Linked DNA regions of Mus musculus: all the other regions are linked to region 3. The links are chromatin contacts, called in public HiChIP or PLAC-seq and promoter capture Hi-C maps. All regions are on one chromosome and are shown on one strand. The core of a region is the stretch at or near the end of the contact, and the rest is flanking DNA. Distances in the headings are between cores, read along the strand shown.

Region 1 (3,340 bases), core at 727-3,226, 310 kb after region 3:
GTTGCGCCAGTATCCGCTTCACTGGCCAAGCGCGGTCCGGGCACTGGTCCAGCACCAGGTCCGCCAAGCTGCGCTTTCCCGGCCGCTCCAGCAGCTCGCCGCACGGCATGAAGAAGGCAAAGTCCACCTGGCTGTGGTATAGCTTACCTGCTGCCCAGTCATAGAGGATTTTCTTGGCGGCCATGGTTTTGCCGATGCCTGCCGGGCCCTGCAGCACCACGGTCAGCGGCTGCGAGCTCTCTTCATCATTTCCCCGGAAGAGCCGATTAAAAGTGTGCGTGTCCGAGCGCCGAGCGCGTTCGGGCTCCGGCTCCCCCAACGGCCCCAGCAGCTCGTCCTCCACAGCGCCGGTCCCCGGAGCGATGAGCAGCTTGGTGAAGCGCTTGTTGATCTTCACAGAGCGAGCATTCCTCTCCTTCACCTTAGCATGCTGTCGTAGCACGTGCTCGCGGTACTTCTTCTTGAACGCTGGAAGGCGTAAGATCGCGAAAGACAGGGATGGGCTTGCCGCCACTATGGAATCACCCCCCTGCCTGTCTAAATCTGGGCTCCCTTTCCTCTAGTATGCTATAGCTTCCTTCTCCAGCCATCTCACACCCAAGGATCCCCAAGCAGCGTCCAGGAAACTTGGGCTCTATAAGGAGTCCAATAGGACGTTTCACCTGTGTGCCCGACCGAACATACCTGACACGGAGAGAAGCACCGAGGTGGGGCCGAGCTCTGGAAGGCAAACCCGACATGAGGCTCTCTGAGCATGAGAGATGGGGCAAGGCATTTCCATGGGAGCTTATGGAACTACCAGCCCCCGCCCCCCCCTCTCCCCCGCGAATGAAACTTTGGGCTGGTTTCCGGGAAGGAGAGTCTCAGGAAGTGGTAGAGTGGACAAAGTTGATCTTCCCAAGGAGAGCAGGGAGGATCAAGGGCGAGCCACCGGATCCAGCCCCATCCTACTCTGCCCAGCTTACTCTGTAGCTGCTGTTGCTTAAGTCGCGAGGCCACATCTCGAATATCCGACCTCTTCAGGACCTGCCGGGTCATTTCTACAGCTGGCACTGGCTCATAGAACTCAATGAGCTTGTCGACAAGGTCCACAGCGTCTGAGCGCTCCAGTCGCCCCCACGGGATGCTGCGGCCATCCAGGGGCGCATCCCTTAGCTTGTGGCGGAAGCGCTTCAGCTGCTCCTGGCTCAGCTCCTCCAGTGTAGCCATAAGCAGCTCCCTTGCCACTGCATCCACGCTGGGGATGAGAAGGGTTATCATCACTGATGCGACCTGAATAGGACCTGTCCCTGAACCTCCAAAGCACCCCGGGTCACACATTGCACATTCTCCACATGGAGCCCCAGGGCAATACATTGTAGAGACCCACAGGGTGTTCCAAGGCTTCACCTCAAATTACTGACTGTGGTGAAGTGGATCACTCCATGGTTAGTCTTTCTGCGTCTTTCCTTTCTGGCCACACGAGATAAAGCCAGTTAGCTTCCCTACGTGGGTCTGTGCTCTCCCTTGTCACATCCTCTGAAAGGGCTCCAGCTCTGCTCAACTGAGACAGGCCAGGCCCTGGTAGGCTTCCTGAATTCTCTACTCCAAACTCATACATAGCACACTTTGGTGAGTCTTTTCTGGACCACCTACACCAGGGACTGAGTCTGAGTTCCTTGTGGGGAGCAGACTCATAAATGCCCTGGTTTGCAGGGTGGACATAGAAGATGGGCTTGAAATTCCAGTACAAGACCTGCTCTAGAGGTGAGCCCAGTTAACTTGAAAGTTCTCTCTGGAAACCACACTCACCTGGAGCAGGAGGCTCCAGCGGCATCCATGGAGTCTTATCTCAGGATCTAACTCTCAGATGCAGAAGCTGGGAGCAGAGGTGATCCTTTCTGGGCTAAACTGGTCTCATTCTGGGTGTGAGGGTGTTTCTCAGTCTTGTTCATTCTGGCTCAGCTGGACTCTTGCTGACAGTCAAGAGGCTCCCAAGTTAAGCACGGGTTGTAACATCATATATGTGCTGGACTGCGACCTTTGGTTTTCTTCTATTTTATTCTATCAATACTCCTCCTCCTGGGTGTGGCATCCTATGCAGCTGTGAGGTGGTTCAGATTAAATAGCTGACTCACAACCAGGTCTTCAGAAATGGCCTTAAGGTGCTTTAAATTTTGCACACAAGGCGTGAAAATCAAGAGGGCAGGGGCCTGTGGGCAGGGATAAGGGTGGAGAGAGAAAAAGAACCAGGTCCTCAGCTCTGCAGTCAGTTAATCCTCCCACACCCAGCTCTAGGGCAGAGATCGGATGTTTCTGACCCTAGGCCCTGCAAGTGACTGCAGGGATATGGAGTTTCACTGTGTGGCTGGCACGGACGTGTGTAAAGGCACGTGTGCACACCTCCACATGGCTAAGTTAATGTTGTATTTAAGTGACTGTTTGTCGTAGACTAAATAAAGTCCATGAAGACACAGTTCACAGAGGCATGGATGTGTTTATTTATTTTTATAAATTCTGGAAAACAAGTCTTCTTTGTCTCCTTGTCATCATTATTGAAGGTAGAAAATGTGAGGCCAGGGCCAGTGAGATGGTTTATAGGGTAAAGGTGCTTGCCTGACAACTCGAGTTCTAACTCTGGAACCCACAGAAAAGTGGAAAGAGAAGAACTCCACAAAGTTGTCCTCTGACCTCCACACCCAATCTGTGGAATGCGTGCCACCGTGCTCTCAAATATCAAATGTTTCAAGGTGATAGTGATAGAGGGAGGCTGGAGAGATAGATAACACTTAGGGTTATCTGTCTCTCACAAAGAGACTGACTCTGGTTTCCTGATCCCACATGAAGTAGCTATCAACCACCTATGACTTCAGCTTCAGGATATCCAACTCTTATACAGGTGTGTGTGTGTGTGTGTGTGTGTGTGTGTGTAAAACACATACGTCTACATAAAAAGGAAGAAGGGAAGAAATACAAAGCCAAGCTGGTCTCGAGTACACTACTCAACATCTGTGTGACCTTGAACAGTTTGTTTAACCTCTATGCCTCTATTTCTTGTTCTTGAAGTAAAGCACGCACTCACAGAAGGTTGGAGAGATGGCTCAGCAGTTAAAACACTGACTGTTCTTCCAGGAGACCCAGGTTCAATGTCTAGCACCAGCACGGTGTGCAAAACTACCCGTAAGTCCAGTTCCAGGAGATGTGACACCTTCTTCTGCCTCTGCAGACACCGGGAATGCACAGGGTGCACAGACATCCATGCAAGCAAAATACACATAGACAGAAGATAAATTAAAAAGAAGAAGAAGAAGAAACGCTTATGGTATTCATATTACGTGGCGTGAAGTATAAGGTGTGGGGA
Region 2 (3,277 bases), core at 367-2,866, 350 kb after region 3:
CCCTCAGTCCCACATCCTAATGTGAAGAAAAGGATGCCTTCAGCCTTGACGGTCCCATCAAACACCAAGTATTTCCCAGGTCCCACTGCACAGCCAGGAGTTAAAGCAAGCGCCAGCCAATTCAAGCCTATTTCTGGACTGACTTTGCTTGCACCCCCTAGTCACTTATCCTTTCAAGACTCAGTTTTCTTAGGTAACACTGGAGAACACTTTTTGAGACAGCGTCAACTCCCACTCTGAGTGTCAACTGGAATTCCAATGCCACAACCTACAAAACAAAAAGCCCTCAGCCCCACATCCTAATGTGAAGAAACGGATGCCTTCAGCCTTGAAGGCATTGGTTGTGACTTTAGAATTCTACAGCTATATTTTGAACTCCATTCTCTCTTACTTATTAGCTGAATACCTCACAGAATAGAAAACTGATATTCAATCTTATCTGTCAATAGGAAGGATGAAATAAGCCAATACTTTAAAAAAGCCAATATATGAACCTTTAGGACACCGAAATAGCATACTTCATACCAAGACTAAAGGATAATATTTAATAATAGAGATAAAAGTGTTTTGAAAAACACAAAATGTTACACCATATATAGGCAGGTACATACTAAACACTGAAAAATTTCTCTTGAAATCACTAAGAGTTTTAACTGCTGGACATTGTCATGTGGAAAGGTTCTGAGGAAGAGGTGTTTTTTCATAGGCAAATTCTTATATCAAAGTCAGCAATTCGTAATTGTTCTTATCAAAGCTGGTAAGGCTGGAACGCAGGGAGTCTAGATACAGAACCCTGTTAACAGCTCTGCTCCTAAGGCTATCTCGACCCCTTTCCTCCACATCCCTGACCCTCCGGACTGATCAGAGCCCCTGGCCCTCCCACAGTCCTCTCCCTCCCGCCCCAGCCTCGGAGCTCACTTCTTCGTGTACAGCTCTTCCAAACGGTGCCAAACGGCAGCCTGGCCCGGCCCGGAGCTCTGACTCTGCTGTAAGAAGGCCGGCACATCCTTCATGATTGCAGAGAGCTGGGAACAACACAAGCACTAAGCAGTCAGAACCGGCAGGGATGGCGCACGGAAGTGCTCGCTCACTTCCGGCACCGCGGGCGCGCGGGGCATGCTGGGAGCGTCCCACTAGCCTCACGGGTTGCGGTCGTCAAGGTAACCGCGTTCTTGACTTCCGCTAAACTTCTCCCGGGTTTCTGGCCCTGCCCTTGAGGCATTAAAGAGTAGAGGTGCCTGGGGACAGCTAGCCACTGACTGGTCACGTAGCCTCAAGCCTGCAGACTTGGGTCCTCTGAAACCGGATGGCGTTTGGCGAGGACTAGGTGTGATGCAAATCGCTCAGAGAGCATTAGTTATCACCCGCCTACTCAAGGAGGTCGAGAGCGGCGTAAAACGATGAAATCTCCCGGTTTGGCTTCCCAACCAATAAGTCAGAGTCCCACAGAGGGAGAAGCTGCCAGCACCAGGCATAAACACAGCCTTCCACACTTCGGGTTATCGTGCGGGGGCTGGGCTGGGCTCGGCCGAGGGAAGGCGCCGGAGGGCGGCACTTGGCCAGAGGGGGGGCGGGAGTAAGAGTGCCGAGAGGGCGGGGCTTGGCTCACGGGGGCGGGGATTCGGATGGCGCTTGACCCTCTAGGCGCCGTCGTCCTGCAGAGCATCATGGCGCTAAGCGGTCGACTGGCATTGGCCGCGCTCAGACTGTGGGGTCCGGGAGGTGAGCCACGGCAGGGGAGACACGGGATCTCGCAGATAGGCTATCAGCGGCGTTTTAGGGGCGGGTAGCTGGAAGCAATTGTGGGAGTAAGGACCCGGCAGGCGCGCCCTTCTACAAGGTTTTGCTGACCGGCCATCACTACCTTCTCCTTAAAGGTGTTTTTCTATGTAACTATTGCAGCACAGTCTTTGAAATATTTTATAGAAGTTCGTTGTATGGATGTCTTATAATTTATATCACCATTTCCTTATTGAATACTTTCTAATCTTGAATTATTACAAATAACGTGATAAATAAACGTGTTTGCACCCCATTTGGACCACAAATTCTCAGTAGACAGCCTTGGGTAAGGTTACGTGGTTTGTATTATTTTGAGACTGGTCTCTTGTTCAAACTGGCCTTCAGCTGGCTGTGTGAAGGAGGATGACCTTGAACTCCGGATCCACCTTGCTTCCACCTCCCTCCAAGCGTCGGAGACTACAGTCACATGCCACCACATCCAGCTGTTACTTGTGTTTTAATTGTCCCCCATAAAGGTTGTGAAACTAAAAATTTTTACCAACAGTCATACTGTCTGCAAAATAGTAACATGTCTCATAGAGTCCTGAGAGTGATCAATAATAGGGATATTTTCAGTTTGAAATAAGTGAGTATATTAAGTTAGAGAGAAATCATCACACTGCATATTCAAAAAAAAAAAAAAAAGTCAGCAGACGTCTATTGGCTATCTTTAAGGTAGCTCGGTGGAACTCCCAGTAAAGAGTCCTTGCCAGAACAGAGTGACCCTTTCAGTGAGGTTTTTAGTAAAGCAACAGATGGAAGTAATATCAAATTGGACACTTGCTACATCTAACAGAAACTGGCAGAGAAAGTTGAGATAGTCATTTGGAGCTCCCAGGTGGGCTGTCCCTCTGTCTGAGCTGCGGGATTTCCTTCCTACTGGAGGGCACATTCTTTTTCTTGCAGATACTTTCCTATACTGGGATAAACTATAGTGACTTCCACTGGAAACCGTTTCCCTTCTGTTCTCAAGGGCACAAGTGTTTTCACTCTTGGGCTGTTTTGCTGTTCTCTCTCTGTCCTTTTACATAGTTAGGGGAGCCAGCCCTCCAGACTTTGGACTTTGAGACAAACATGGGTCTGGCATGAGGGAAGGGGTTGTCGGCCTTGTTTCCAAAGCCATCTTCTCAGTGAGCTCAAATGACGCAAGACAATTTATCAATATAATGTACAAATTTGGACTTTTTTTTTTTGTCTGTGCTGAGTAACAAACTCAGGCTTTGCAATTGTCTGATAGGCTAACATGGCACCACTGAACTACACACCCAGCCTGGAGTCCTTACAGTTTTAGGGCCCACAGTCGTTAGCAAAGAAATGTAATGGAAGAATATTTGGGTAGACAATGGTATAGTCACTTGATGTGGGTGACAACATTTTATTCTTTTCAATAAAGAGTTGTTCATTTAGGCTACGGTTACAGAGCATTTTCTCTACCATACTCGTGAGTGCTGAGGATAAAGCAGGGATCAGAAAAGACACTCTAACTTGTGGAAGC
Region 3 (3,152 bases), core at 380-2,879:
TACAGAATGAGTTCCAGGACAGCCAGGGAGACACTGAGAAACCCTGTCTCAGAAACAAACAAACAAAACAAAAAACAAAAGAGAGAAAGAAGGATCATAAATGTCACTAGATATGACCTTCCTTCTGTACCAAGCTCTAGTTCCCCAAATAAGAACCTATTCATATATGTGGTCTTTACTCCTCTGTGCCACCTAACTTTCCCAGTTACTTCCAGAGGAAGCCCCTTTCACAGAAAATTCATTCAAAAACTCACTAGCCTATCCTGTGGTACCCTATGCTTCCCACCAAACCTAATGTCCACAGTCAGAGAAAAACAAAACAAAACAAAACAGCATAAGAAAGCTGAAAAATAGGGCTCAAGATCAGGGGCCCCAGATCCTAGAGGTCCATCGGCCTCAAGAACACACAGGCTATCCACTCAAAGCCACAGGGAAGGGCGAAACCCTTCTCCAAGAGGTCAAAGGCCAGGAGAAGAGCTGATGGTCTCTAAACACAGAGGGCATAACTTAAGGAATGTCAATTGTCACATGTTGCTCCTGCCTGGGAACAGTAAAGGGAGAAGAGTTCTGATAAACTATCTTACGTCTACCTGGTGCTCAGAGAATTTGCCACAGACTCCTGCTGAAACACACCGTCTCTGATATTAGAAAATGCAGACTGAGATAGACACAGAGCTTTGGCCCATTCATGACGGGGACCTCGGTCATGGTCCCAGTTTTCAGAAAAGAGGAGCTATAAGGAACTCTGTGAACCTCACTCACACAAGTCTTGGCTTTCTCTCAGTGCTGAGTGACGCCACAGGTTGCCCTTTTCACTCAGCATTCTTCCCAGAGGAATGAGTATAGAGTGGTCTATGGGGAGAAAGGAGGAATGCCGAGCTGCAAGTCAATCTCAAACTCCAACTGTGCTTCCAACCACTGGCCAAGATGACAGTCGCCAGACACGTTACTGTTTTCTGTTGCAGAGTACTCCTTTCAAGACACGATGGGAGCAACCCGGGGTTCAAACACAAGACAGGAAGACAGGTTTGAAAGCAATGTTGGCTCTGCCACTCTGCAGCGATGTAACACTGACAAGTGACTTTACCTCTCCGAACTATGGCTGTAAAGCTCCGACAGTGGTGCCTACTCGAGAATGCTGGGAGGGCTCCTCGAACTAAGGAAAACGATAATCGCGACATCAAGCACAATTTGGGCAAGTTCAGATGGTGCTGGCCAGGGCGAGGGCCATCAGGACAGAAAACCAGGTAGCTAGGGGTCACACCTTTCTTATGCACCAGTCCAGGTTCCCGCATGACCAGACAGGTGGCCGGCACCACGCCCATGGGCCTCCCGGTCGCAGCCGGACGTTCCGGGGCTCAGCTCGAGGCCTCAGCCACCCTCTCGTCCTCCGGACCGACCCGCGGCCAGAGCGACGTAGGCCTAGCCGGCCCGGAAGGCCACAGACAAAGCGTACGGCCACCATAGGTGGCCCGCGCGGCCGGACGCGACAGGGACACCGGGCCAGAGCGGCTACCGCACGTACCCGGGAACCTCGCGCCTCCCGGACGCTCCTAGACGATCCCGCCTCTGTCCGAACACGACCGCAAGTAGGCCGGTCAGCCGCCGCCGCCGTCGCCGCGCGCTCCCCGACCCGGAAGTGCACCCATACTCTTCCGGAACTTTCTGCCCTGCCCGTTGGTGGAAACTACTAAGGCCAAAACGGGGAGGAACTCGCGGCGGAGGATGACGAGACGTTAGCGCGTCCCCTTCCTCTCAGAACACCGACTAGCCCATCACAAGTACTGTCAGAGGAGAGCAGTGTTTTGCTGAGCGTGTGCTGTCCGAGCTCTCACCAGTGCACTAAACCAGGCTGTGGGTCTCACCTCCATGCAGTTGGTACAGTCCGACTCCCCATCCGCCGCGATGAATGGGAGCGGCCCCGGGACCACGTCTCCGCCCACAACCGTCCCGCCCTCCCGTGAGCGCCTCCTCCTGGTGGCTGGACTTAACTGCAGCCCGCGGCTGGAGGAGCGCTAGAGAAAAGCTTCAGGATGTCCCCTGGGTCTTCAGGTTCCCTTCCAGTATGCAGTTAATCATGATGGATCCTGTATATACGAGCTCCTCCGTCCCCTTCAGCCCGGCGAGGAGAGGCACAGTAACTTGTGAACACCGTGAAGAACTTAATTGTATGGCACAGATAATTAATAGAAAGAACAGAACTAGAGGTTACCGCCTGGCAGTAGGACACTTTCTTGCCTAGTACGCATAAAGGCCTGGTGAGAGGGGTCAAAGTATGGAGCATAATAGGATTAGGGGAAGAACCATGAGAGGACTCAGGGAAAATTCAGACCCACAAAACTGAGACTGACCTAGAGGCTGAGGGGATCAGAGGACACTGAGGTACTAAACAGGTGGCAATCATGGCTCACTGGACTCAACTGCCCATTTTGTGGTCCAGGGACCACTGTGGCTCAGAAGGGATGGCTTTTGATAGGAATAGAAGACAGACTGTAGCCGGGCAGTGGTGGTGCACGCTTTTAATCCCAGCACTTGGGATGCAGAGGCAGGCAGGCGGGTTTCTGAGTTCAAGGCCAGCCTGGTCTTCAGAGTGAGTTCCAGGACAGCCAGGGCTATACAGAGAAACCCTGTCTCGAAAACAACAAGAACAACAACAAAAAAAAAAAAGGAAAGAAAGAAAGAAAGAAAGAAAGAAAGAAAGAAAGAAAGAAAAAAAAAAAAAGAAAAGAAAAGAAAAGAAAAAGAAAGGAGGAGAAGACAGACTGTAGATTTACTGAGAAACTGGATGAGAGGGGCAGGGAGGAGAGGGAAGGAAGAATATGAAGATGAGGAGATAGGAGTCTACTTAGAAGAGGGAAAGCTAGGGTTATCCCCAGAGAGCAGAGGACAAAAGGCTGCCTTGGAGATAAAATGTGGTGGTAGTGGGGACCAGCTTTGGAACCTGGGACTTTCAGTGCTAAAAAGTCCAGATTCTACAAAGAAACTCAAGGGTAGGGTACTGAAGAAAACAAGAAAAGGAGAAGCAAACACATACATCAAGAAGGGATCTGGGGCTGGACAGGGTGACATAACCTTTACTCTCAGAAGAGACAGGCGGACCAGTGTGAGTTCAAGGCTAGCCTGGAGCACATAGCAAGTTCCAGAACAGCCAG

Evidence for each region. HiChIP or PLAC-seq counts read pairs in DNA pulled down with a chosen protein or histone mark. Capture Hi-C pulls out chosen DNA fragments and counts their contacts.
Region 1: a contact with region 3 is called in a promoter capture Hi-C map of adipose tissue. The contact joins the promoter of Nlrp6 here to the promoter of Phrf1 in region 3. A contact is called at or near these places in 5 of 39 promoter capture datasets (embryonic stem cells, hippocampal neurons, pre-B cells and 1 more), 2 of 115 datasets of contacts at active chromatin or transcription factors (embryonic stem cells and pancreatic cancer cells) and 1 of 9 other capture datasets (adipose tissue).
Region 2: a contact with region 3 is called in an H3K27ac HiChIP or PLAC-seq map of embryonic stem cells, with 8 read pairs. The contact joins the promoter of Sirt3 here to the promoter of Phrf1 in region 3. A contact is called at or near these places in 16 of 39 promoter capture datasets (the 3T3-L1 cell line, 3T3-L1-derived adipocytes, the C10 cell line and 9 more), 1 of 484 Hi-C or Micro-C datasets (embryonic stem cells), 5 of 115 datasets of contacts at active chromatin or transcription factors (the SCID.adh cell line, effector CD8 T cells and embryonic stem cells) and 4 of 9 other capture datasets (adipose tissue, embryonic stem cells, liver and 1 more).

What each region holds. Positions count from the first base shown.
Region 1 is chr7:140,919,538-140,922,877 of GRCm38.p6, reverse strand. Nlrp6 (NLR family, pyrin domain containing 6) reads right to left here and starts at 1,976. Exons shown (of 8, transcript NM_133946.2): 1 at 1,792-1,976; 2 at 966-1,237; 3 at 685-720; 4 at 1-468. The coding sequence starts at 1,820.
Region 2 is chr7:140,880,208-140,883,484 of GRCm38.p6, reverse strand. Sirt3 (sirtuin 3) reads left to right here and starts at 1,616. Exons shown (of 7, transcript NM_001127351.1): 1 at 1,616-1,722. It overlaps Psmd13 (proteasome (prosome, macropain) 26S subunit, non-ATPase, 13), which reads right to left and starts at 1,091. Exons shown (of 13, transcript NM_011875.4): 1 at 919-1,091. The coding sequence starts at 1,013.
Region 3 is chr7:141,227,265-141,230,416 of GRCm38.p6, reverse strand. Phrf1 (PHD and ring finger domains 1) reads right to left here and starts at 1,629. Exons shown (of 18, transcript NM_001081118.1): 1 at 1,526-1,629. It overlaps Gm51460, which reads left to right and starts at 801. Exons shown (of 1, transcript XM_030243134.1): 1 at 801-2,211. The coding sequence starts at 1,206. The coding sequence ends at 1,694.